Linked DNA regions of Sus scrofa: region 1 is linked to region 2. A link is a contact called in public Hi-C data. All regions are on one chromosome and are shown on one strand. Each heading gives the region's core, a stretch centred on a gene start, on an enhancer-like site or on the middle of the called end of the contact. The rest is flanking DNA. Distances are from core to core; before and after follow the strand shown. Region 1 holds the start of TMEM128 (transmembrane protein 128). Region 2 holds the start of ZBTB49 (zinc finger and BTB domain-containing protein 49).

Region 1 (4,800 bases), core at 2,287-4,786, 34 kb after region 2:
AAGAGAAACATATTTCATTGCATTATGTATGTAATAAAAGGGAGCATTTTTTCCCTTTTTGGGCCGCACCCATGGCATGTGGCAACGGGGTCAAATCCAAGCCCCAAACTAATGGGGGGGTAGTTGCTCAGAAATCTCTGATGTCTCAGCAACGGAGAATAACAACTGCTAAGACTTATGGAGCGCTTTCTAGAAGCCAGGCAGGCATTATATTGAGACTGTGCATGTATTAATACTTTTAATCTTTACCCAACCTTGTAGGCTAAAGAGAGGGTCCCTGGCTTGCCCAAGGCTGAAACAGCTGGTATTGACAGAACCAGTAATGACAGCTGGCCAGGCAGCTGGTTGCAGAGTTTATGTTCTTAACTAGGTTAACTAGGGCTTGGTTGGATTCGAGAGCGGACAATGCTTCTAAGACCACTTGGCTTGGCTTGCGTCTCAGAGCTTTCTTCCTTCCTTTCTTTTTATTTTTCTTTCTTTTCTGTCTTTTTAGGGCTGCCCCCACGGCATATGGAAGTTCCCAGGCTAGAGGTGGAATTAGAGCCATAGCGCTGGCCTACGGACCAGAACCACATTCGATCAGAACCACATCCACAACCCAAGACACAGCTTGCAGCAACTCTGGATCCTTAACCCACTGAGCAAGGCCAGGGATTGAACCTGTAATCCTCATGGATACTAGTTGGGTTCTTAACCTGCTGAGCCACAACAGGAACTCCCTTGGAACTTCCTTTCTAGGTAAATCTCTCCATGTGTCTCCATGGCAGCAGCCCCAAGCCCACATTGACCCTAGAGAGGTCTTTCCAGCAGCCCCAGCCTAAGTCCTGGGGACTGACAGGTCATGTGCCCTCCCTGAGAGCGGGATCAGTCTTCTGAGAACACTGCAGGACCACTACCAAAGGGAAAAAAGGTGGTTTCTCAGAAGAGCTGTCAGGTGGACACATGTCTGCCCACACCAGAGACCAGAGTTAATTGTGACTAAGGGTCAAAGTGAAAATCTGCGTAATGGAATCCCAGCTGCACACCTGGTGTTTGCAAGGCGCTGGGGAGCTACTGAGACATGGCTGAGCTCCCAATCAAATAGGAGAGCTCAAGCCAACGAAAAATTGCAATGAAGAATAATGGAGCCCAAGCAGAGGGAAGTAAGCAGGAGCCAGATCCAGAAGACCTGGCAAACCTAATTAAGTAGCAGTGAATAATAACTACCATGCTTGAATATGTCAGGCACTAGGCTGAACAATCAGCATCCATTTGGAGTTCCCTGGTGGCCTAGTGGCTAAGGACTTGATATTGTCACTGCTGTGGCTTGGGTTTACCCCGTGGCCAGAGAGCTTCTACTTGTCAAGAGCATGGCCTAAAAGCCAAAGCAAAAGAATCAGCATACATTTATCTTCACTCTGGTACCCATTTTATCACAGATGACGAAATGGACACTTAAAACAACAAAATAACTCGCCCAAGGACCCAGAGGGATGGAGCCAGGGTTCAATAATCTATAAAAACCTTGAACTTAACCACATTACTAAGAGGAGGCCGGCAAAGGTCACAGTCAAGTTTATTTTCCTCCACAAGCAATCCACGCTGAAAATGAAATTTCTTGGTCAGCCGCAATCGGCTCTCATAGATCTATAGCATCAAGACACACGGTACACGCACTGAAGAACTTATTTCATGGGCCCATCAATGAGGATGTGGTCATTAAATATGGGATTTTCTCCAACTTGCTTTTAACTATCATGAATACAGTCTGCAAGTAGTGTATTTAAAATACCAGGGGAAAAAAACCTGAAAGGAGTTCAGATCCAAATACAAAGGCCCTGAAACCACCAAAGGGGAAATTGATCTGACCCGAACATACTACACATGGAAACCCTGGAATTGCTGCGGTGCTCTTGGGGATATTCAGTTACAAGGGAGACCCAGCACTGACCTTTCTGAAAGGAGACAATCAACAGAAGACTGTATTTGATAGGAGGAGTTCACTTCCTGTTCACAAGGCTTCTAACCCTCTAACCCTGTACAAGAGAAAAGGGGGGGGGGTGGCAAAGACCCCAGTTGGCTTTAAGAGATGAACTCTGGTTCTTTAGGAGTCTGAAAAGAAAAAGAAGAAAACAGAACAGCAAAAAGGAGGTATTGTGTAGAAAGGCCATATGATCCACCCAGCTGTTAATCCTTTGCTCCAAGGGTTTGCTAGAAAGGATGAAGAAATGAAAGAAATAAACCCGTAAAAACTTGACATTCTCTTCTTGAATATGTATTACATGTCTTCTGCAGACATTACATAGAGAAGATATTAAAGAGTGCCTACTAATTCAAATTTTACTTCCTGGCTGGCTTTTCTGGACATCCATCCATGCATTTAAACCACCTCAAACCTTCCCCCAGGTCCCTGTACACCCTAGCGGAATGAAGGGGTGCCCTTTATCCGGTGCTCCCATAACCCCATAGACAGATGTCTTTATGGCACTGGATGGAAATCATCTCCTTCACTAGATTCTAACTTCCTTTCAGTCCTCAGCATTTTAGCAGGTGCAGCTGCTGAGAAAATGTTTGTTGACCGAATTACCTAAAGGCTTCTGTACATTTATAAACAACTGCTCTATACTGCAGTGAGACTCTGTGGTCATCTTTGGCCACGGAGTTCCTCAAGTTCAGTGTCATGTCTTAGCTCACCTCCACTGCCTAGCAAGGTGCCTAACAGCTCCTAGCAGGTAGTAGGTGCTCCGCCAACGTTTGAATGGCTAAGGCCAAAATTTCTCAACACATGACACGATAAGAAGGATGCAGGAGAGTAGTAAATGAAATTAGTGATGGAGGAAAACTTGTGAATTACTTTTTCAGTTTGTGAGTGTCAGTGATGGGAAAGTGTAAATTTAGCTTCCCATGTTTCCGGCTGGAGGCAATTACTCACAAGTCGGAAGAAGGGGACGAACACTAACCACATACAGGTGCTTCACATTTAAACCCTAGAACAAGTCCATGAGGCAGGTATGATCCCCATTGTGCAGAAGAGGGGTTAGGCCCAGAGAAGTTTCTTTCTCGCCCGGCCCAGCCTCCCCTGTAGACTCCTGGGCTTGGCCCAGCAGACCTTTCCCCTTCCTGGGTTGCCTCCGACCCTTCTAGGTCTAGCTGGGCGATTCCGGAGGAGCGGGAGGAGAAAAGACGCTGGGGTTGAGATGCTCTGGACAGAGAGGAGCTAGGGAGGGTTGTGGACTCAGCAAAAGGAGCCAAGCGCCACGCAGAGCGGTGTATCCCCGCCCGCGCGCTTTCTCCGGCATCGCTATGCTTGGTCCTTCTGGGCCTCCGTAGTTGGGAACAAATGAGAAAAGTCTAGGAGAGAAAGGATCGAGATATTGAAATTCAAATTCAAATCGTGTTTGTGGATTTGAGCACCGGCAGTGCGAGGCCAACGCTAACCCACGTTCTCATCCACTAAAACCGCGAAGACACCATAGGCTCCACCCCTCACGGAAGGAACCCCCCCCCGCCGGGGAGCCGACGCCGGAAGTGCTGGGGAGCCCACGCCGGAAGTTCCGGTGCGCTCGACGCCACTTCCGCCAAGTTTCTGGGCGGTGCCAAGATGGACGCCTTACGAGCTCGGGAGCAGCTCCGGCGGCGATACCTCTTTCCCCCGGACGCGGAGGTTCCGCTGGATCGCGACAACTACCCCAGGCCGGGTAAGGCGTTCCTTTGGGCGCGCTCCGAATCTCGCCGTGGTTCCCTAAAGCTAGGCCCCCGGAAACGGCCGGCCCAGGGGGCCTTCCATAGTCCTACTCAGGAGGGACTGGGTTTCGTTTTTTCAAGGCTGCCCAGGTAGTTTTGCAAGTTGGGTATTTAGTGTCATAGAAGATTTTTAGAGCTAATGTAGCCCTGCGCATCTTAATGTCAGCTGCGCTCCAGGATTCCCAGGAGAGCTGGCCTAATGCCTGTTTGGCAATATCCAGTAAAATAAAAAATATTCCCCTGGAGTTCCCGTTGTGGCTCAGAGGGTTAAGAACCCGACTAGTATCCATGAGGATGCGGGTTGGATCCCTGGCTTCGCTCAGTGGGTTAAAATCGCTGCAAGCTGTATGTGTAGGTCGCAGATGTGGCTCGGCTCTGGCGTGGCTGTGGTGTAGGCCGGCACTTGCAGCTCCTATAGGACCCCTGGCCTGGGAACTTCCATGTGCCAGCAGGTGCGGCCCTGAAATGAAAATAAAATTTAAAGATGCCCACCGGTTGTATTTCTAAGAATCTATCAAAGAAACGTACTTTAGCACTACACGAGGATGTGGGTACCAAGTGTTTCATCTTAGCATAACTTGTAATAGCAAACAGTTGGGAACATCCGGTTAACCATCAGCGAGGAGCTACTTAAATGCACTTGAATGTCTCCATGCATGACATAGCAGGTAGACTTTTGTATACTAGTGTGGCTGACTTTTCAAGGGAAGGTGCAGAACGAGGCACGGTATGCCCCCATTTGGGTACAAACCTGGTAACATGTGATGTGTGTTCATCTGTAGATGCATAGAATATGCAAGAATTCAGTAGAAGTTGATACTGGGAGTTGCTTGGGGGCTGGGGAACTGGGGTTAATATAGCAGAGATTTCATCTTAGATCTTTTTGTCCTGTATGTTGTAAACCTTGTATGTTTATTACCTTGAAAAGATAAACACGGAAAACATCATGCCTCGGCATTCTGGTTCATGCATTTTGATAGTGTCTCTGAGAATCTGTTTTATGAATAAGTTTCCCAGGAATTCTGGTGATCCGCTAATGGCCAGAAACCTCAGATGCATGCCAGGGGTTCTCACAGG
Region 2 (5,431 bases), core at 830-3,329:
GGCCGTGTCTCAGGGTCTGCATCATTCACTTAACTTTACAGTGTCCACGCCATGCCAGGCACTGAGGCACGATGGTGAACAGCTCAGATGTGGTCATCCTCCATCTACATCAAGTGTCAGTTCAGTGGAAGAAACAAGAATAGCACTGTCCTGGAGATATTAAATGGGGGAGGCACAAATTAATCTGGGGGACAAGGATCAGAAGAAAAGTTTCTTGGAGAAGAGACATCTATGCTGAAACCTGAAAGTTAAGTTTGCCAGGGAAAGAGCAAAGAGAGCTCACTCTGATTTTTCAAGGGGAGCAAATGAAAAAAAAAAAAAGATGCTGGAGAGCACAAATAACGATGCAGGACACAGGTGCCCTGCACATAAATCCACCCCAAGCACCCAGCTTTTAAACCCCTTCACCATTCTGTCACTGCTGTTGGAGAAGATTTCCTTCTTTGCCCATTCTGGCAAATTCTTTCTTTTATGGACCAAACTGTGTTCCCCCCAAATCCATACGACAAAGTTAACCCCCAGTACCTCAGCGTGACTGCGTTTGGAGATGCGGCTTTAAGGAGGAGATTAAGTTAAAATGGGAGTTGGGGGTGGACCCTTAGCCAATCTGACTGATATTCTCATAAGAAGAAATCCAGGGAGTTCCCGTCGTGGCTCAGTGGTTAACGAATCCGACTAGGAACCATGAGGTTGTGGGTTTGATCCCTGGCCTTGCTCAATGAGGTTAAGGATCTGGCGTTGCCATGAGCTGTGGTGTAGGTTGCAGGGCAGCTCCCCAACCAGTCAGTCAGTCACTCCGGGTGGCCTTGCTGTGGCTCTGGCATAGGCTGGCGGCTACACTCTAATTGGACCCCTAGCCTGGGAACCTCCATATGCCGCGGGAGCGGCCCAAGAAATGGCAAAAAGACAAAAAAAAAAAAAAAGAAGAAGAAATCTGGACGCAGCCACCAAGAAACCAAGGATGGGCATATAGGTAGAAGGGACCACGTAAGAATGCAGCCAGAAAGCGGGCATCCAGGGGCCAACAAGAGGCACCCTCAGAAGGAACCAAACCTGCTGACACCTTGCTCTTGGACTTCTAGTTCCCACAGTGTGCGAAAATAAATGCATTTTGTTCAAGCTCCCCCCGCCCCCGCCCACCCCACCCTCCGGCCAGGCTATGGTATTTTGTGATGGTGGCCCTCGCATACATTCTTACACCCTCCGTTCCAGGCCCAACACTGCGCACCTCCAGAGCGACACCCTCCTTAGGGCTAATGCTTCTCACGATTCCCTGTTTACACCCCGTTCAACTTTCATTCATCATTTAAGCAGCTCACAACTTGGGCAACCACTGCTGTGCGCCGGGCCTGTCTCCAGGGCTAAGAAGAGCAGCCAAGCGATGAAGCGGCAGGCGCTCTACTGAGTGCTTTAGGTTCACCAACTCATGAAATCCTACAAGAACCGCACGAAGGAGGTACTCTTACTACACCTGTTTTAGAGACGCGGGACCGCGGCACAGAGAAGTCGCATGGCAGTGAGACCCGGCCGGGCGCTCCGTAGTCTCAGCACTACTCTCAAGTGCACTGCGATGGAAGGAGCCGGGAGTCGGTCGGGAAGGGACCCGCAGCTTCCCGCGGGCGCAGCCCCGGCGGCCGGGAGCAACGAGCGGGAGGAGGCCGGGTGGGAACGCGGGTGGGGCTTCCAGGCCGAGGGAGCTGCAAGGGGGGTAGGGCCCCGCTCCAGGACCCTGACTCGGCCTTGGCGTTTCTGAGTTAGAGCACGGCGCGGCCGCAGGCTAATTCCCGCGCGACCCGGCAGCTGCACTGACTCTCGCGCTGCCCCAGGATGCGCGAGGGGCGGCGGGTCCCTGCCCTGCCCGGCCCTGAGGCGCCCAGCCGGACTCCGAAACGCTCCCACAGCGCCGGCCCTGCAAGCCCTCGCGAGGCCGGCCTCCCGACCCGGCGCCCACCTTACCCTCGGAGGCCGCTGCCCGCCCCGCCGCCTCCTCTTCACCTGCGGCCGCCGCCCTCAGCGCAGCTCGCGGGGCAACGCCGGCAGCGGAACCATCCCGACAACGCCCCCTCCGCCGCCGGCCCCGCCCTCCGGCTTCCGGTGGCGTCACTTCCGCTAAGGGGGTGTGGCCGCGGCGCGCAAGCGCGGGAGGTTTCAGAAGCGAATTCTGCGCGGGGAAGCTCGAGCGGGAGGTGGCAGCTCTGCTGGGCGGGCGGCGGCGGCGATTCCACGTGCTCCCCGCGGCCGGTTGAAACCGTTGGCGGGCGCTGGCTGAGAGGTAAGGGGCGGTGTCCCAGAGTCCGACCTAGGAGGCTGGGGCTCAGAGGTTGGGGCAGGGGGTGAGCCGCGGCCGATGCCTGCGTCTCCACGGTTAAGAGCCCCTCTTGGCTTGCACGCATGGAAGGAGGAAATGCGTTCAGATCTTTCTCTTATTCTGGGAAAATGAAAGGAGCCCTGGACTTAGAATGGCCAGTTCCTCTGGGTTTTAAAATGGAAAGGTTCTCATGCTGCGAATCCACAGAGGGGGTTCCAACCAGGATGGTTGATCCCCACCGAACTGGGCTGCAGGCTTGCCACCTGTTGGAGAGAAGGCGCTTTTCTTCTTTTAGTCTTGGGGAGCCCAGTCCCCGAGGAGGAGGCCTTAGGGCATAGTGGTTGAGGGCACGGACTTAGGGCCCGTTCGCTGCATGGGAATCCAGATTTGCCACTAACTGGATGCGTGACCATCTGCAAGTTAGTGAACCTGGTCTGTCGGAAGGAAGTAGTATAGACCTAACTCAGGACTTGTGAGGATTACATGAGCACAAACAGCAGGGGTTGGAACATAGTAGATGCCCAATAAATGCCAGGATTTTCTGCAGCGCCTGCCTCTGAGGACACCTTAGGGGAATGAGGTGGGGTGTGGGTATTTGCCAGGCTGCTTTTCTTACAGAGGGCCCACCAGGGACTTCCTGGCCCATCGTCTCCAGTCCCCCAGTGCCTAGCTTAGGGCTTGAAACGGGTAGGGTTCCACAGAGTTACTATACCCCAGTGAAGGAAGGCTCTTTAAATCAGTGCTGGTGATGTAGTGTGTGGGAGGGTATGAGATTGGAACTTGTAGGTAGAGAGACAGGGCTTGATTTCTTACAGCCTCATTTAGGTCATCTGCGAAGTGGAGATGCGTGAGTTTTTGCAAAGAGCAAGGGAGTGTTAAGTGCAGTCCAGACCCTCGTTACCCCACGTTCGTTCTGGGATTTAGGCGTGAAGATGGATGTTTTGTACTTGTCTCTTCTTTCCTTCCAACACATCCTTGCTGTTCCAAGAATGGAATACCAGATGGGGGATGAGAGAACTGAAGTTCAGCGGGGACAGTGACTAGCTCAAGGTCAGGGTGCTCACTGGGGGCTCTTGACAGCTTAGCCCCTTAGGTGGGCTGTTTTGGTGGTGATGGTAGCCATGGGGCTTGGGTCTGCATATGAAAGAAGGTTTTAAGAATAGTTCCTTTTTTTTTTTTTTTTTTTTTGTCTTTTTGTCTTTTTTGTTGTTGTTGTTGTTGCTATTTCTTGGGCCGCTCCCGCGGCATATGGAGGTTCCCAGGCTAGGGGTTGAATCGGAGCTGTAGCCACCGGCCTACACCAGAGCCACAGCAACGCGGGATCCGAGCCACGTCTGCAACCTACACCACAGCTCACGGCAACGCCGGATGGTTAACCCACTGAGCAGGGGCAGGGACCGAACCCGCAACCTCATGATTCCTAGTCGGATTCGTTAACCACTGTGCCACGACGGGAACTCCTTTTTTTTTTTTTTTTTAACTTGCTAAAAAAATATGTAGGGAGGAAGTTTTAAAAAACCATTCCGAATCCAATCCCAGAACCAAACTTGAGCTCCTGTGATTAGGGAACAGAGTCCTAGTGAGGCCTCCATGGGGTGGGGAGCCAGAGGAGACTGGAGTGAGTTTATGAAGATAAATGGGTGGGTTGAGGGTCATATTTAAAGAAGCATGAGTTTGGAGGGGACTGGGAGCAATGTCAGTGATGGGCACATTAATAGATCACAAGAAATTCTACCACTGGGTAAGGAGGAATCCTTCGCATCTGATATTTAACTTTTCCACACCAGGCTCTTAAGATAGACATGAGACCCATTTTCAGATAAACAGATTCTGCAAAGTCTGGGTAGCTTGAAGTCGTTTCATTTTTAATGGGCAGATGTGGGCTTCAGCTCAGGTCCTCTGGCCCAGGCCCAGGTCAGCAGAATGTGGCCACCATCTCGATGAGAGGAGATTGAGGGGCCCGGATTGCTTTGCAAGCTCCCAGCCGCACACTGATGCTGTCTGCTGCCCGTCAGCTCAGTACTGCTGTCCAGTAGCTGCCATCCTTTGCTGTAACACGTGTGGTCTCCTTGCCCAGGGTGGCCTGGCCCTAGGATAAAGACTTAGGGTGCTAGTGTTTTTAAATGAAAGGTCAAGACATATAAGACACCCGAGCCCAGGAGACAGGGTTCTCAAACGTCTTAATGCCGCATCTTTCCAGCTTTTCTAACAAATACGCATTTATCAAGAAACATCATCATTGAACGTTTGATTAAATTCATCCCACATTTATTTAGTCCTTTGAATGAGTTGAGTCTTTGGTTTTAGGCAATGCCAGCAGTCTTCAATTGGAGGGATTGCTTTGTAATTGTGTAGCCTTTCCACTTCTGAAATCGTTAAGCCTGCCCCAAGACTTGCCACACCCTGTCTACTGTGCCCTTAGGGTGGGTTTGAGCTGGCTCTAGTTTATAGCCCCTCCCTCCCACCACAGACTCAAGTATTTCCCCCCCTGGGCTGGATAAGCTCCTGACAGACCTGATCTTCTTAGCGGGCGGGCGGGAGGCCACCCTGCCCCTCTTCGAGATCAAGTATAAAAACGCAGCCCTGGCTCCGAGAATCCAGAGGAAGGCACTGTGAGACTGGGCTCTGACTCTCTGCGAGCCACCCATTCTACCTTAAAAAAATAAACCAACAGATTTCTAAATGTGAACATCTGCCACAAAAGACCAAGTGAGAGGGTTGGAGGGAGAGGTGTTCTTCCCACGGATGTGACCGCGTGTGGCTAATCCCCAGAGGAAAACGTGTTTCTCACATATTCCGGGCATCTTTTCGGTCAACATCTCTGGCTTCTTTCAGTTGATAGACGTAGTTTCCAGCTTGTCCCCCCGACCTTCCATCGCAGACTGCAGCTCCCTTCGGCATCTCAACGCTTGCCTTCCTCCTGTCCCCTCTCCCCTCCATCAAGACACAGAATAGACCCAGAAATGAGGGTTGGAAAGCTCTAGGCCATAGCTTCCATTTGACAGGTATTTTTTTCATTGTGGAACCTCGTTATGGAAGTACATTTTAAGTTTTGCAGCAGACAATTTGGCTCATCTTTGCAGCTGCTTCTGCCTTGTGTGTACAGTGACAGTCCATTTCTTG

The links. Hi-C and Micro-C count contacts between places; a contact is called where the count stands out from the background.
Region 1: a Hi-C map of mesenteric adipose tissue shows a contact between it and region 2, with 1.9 times the contacts expected there. The contact joins the promoter of TMEM128 here to the promoter of ZBTB49 in region 2. A contact is called at or near these places in 1 of 5 promoter capture datasets (liver) and 4 of 47 Hi-C or Micro-C datasets (heart right ventricle, liver, mesenteric adipose tissue and 1 more).

The regions. Positions count from the first base shown.
Region 1 is chr8:6,111,456-6,116,255 of Sscrofa11.1, forward strand. TMEM128 (transmembrane protein 128) reads left to right here and starts at 3,537. Exons shown (of 5, transcript XM_003128854.4): 1 at 3,537-3,677. The coding sequence starts at 3,581.
Region 2 is chr8:6,079,225-6,084,655 of Sscrofa11.1, forward strand. ZBTB49 (zinc finger and BTB domain-containing protein 49) reads right to left here and starts at 2,080. Exons shown (of 8, transcript XM_003128851.6): 1 at 1,957-2,080. It overlaps LYAR (cell growth-regulating nucleolar protein), which reads left to right and starts at 2,108. Exons shown (of 9, transcript XM_003128852.4): 1 at 2,108-2,272.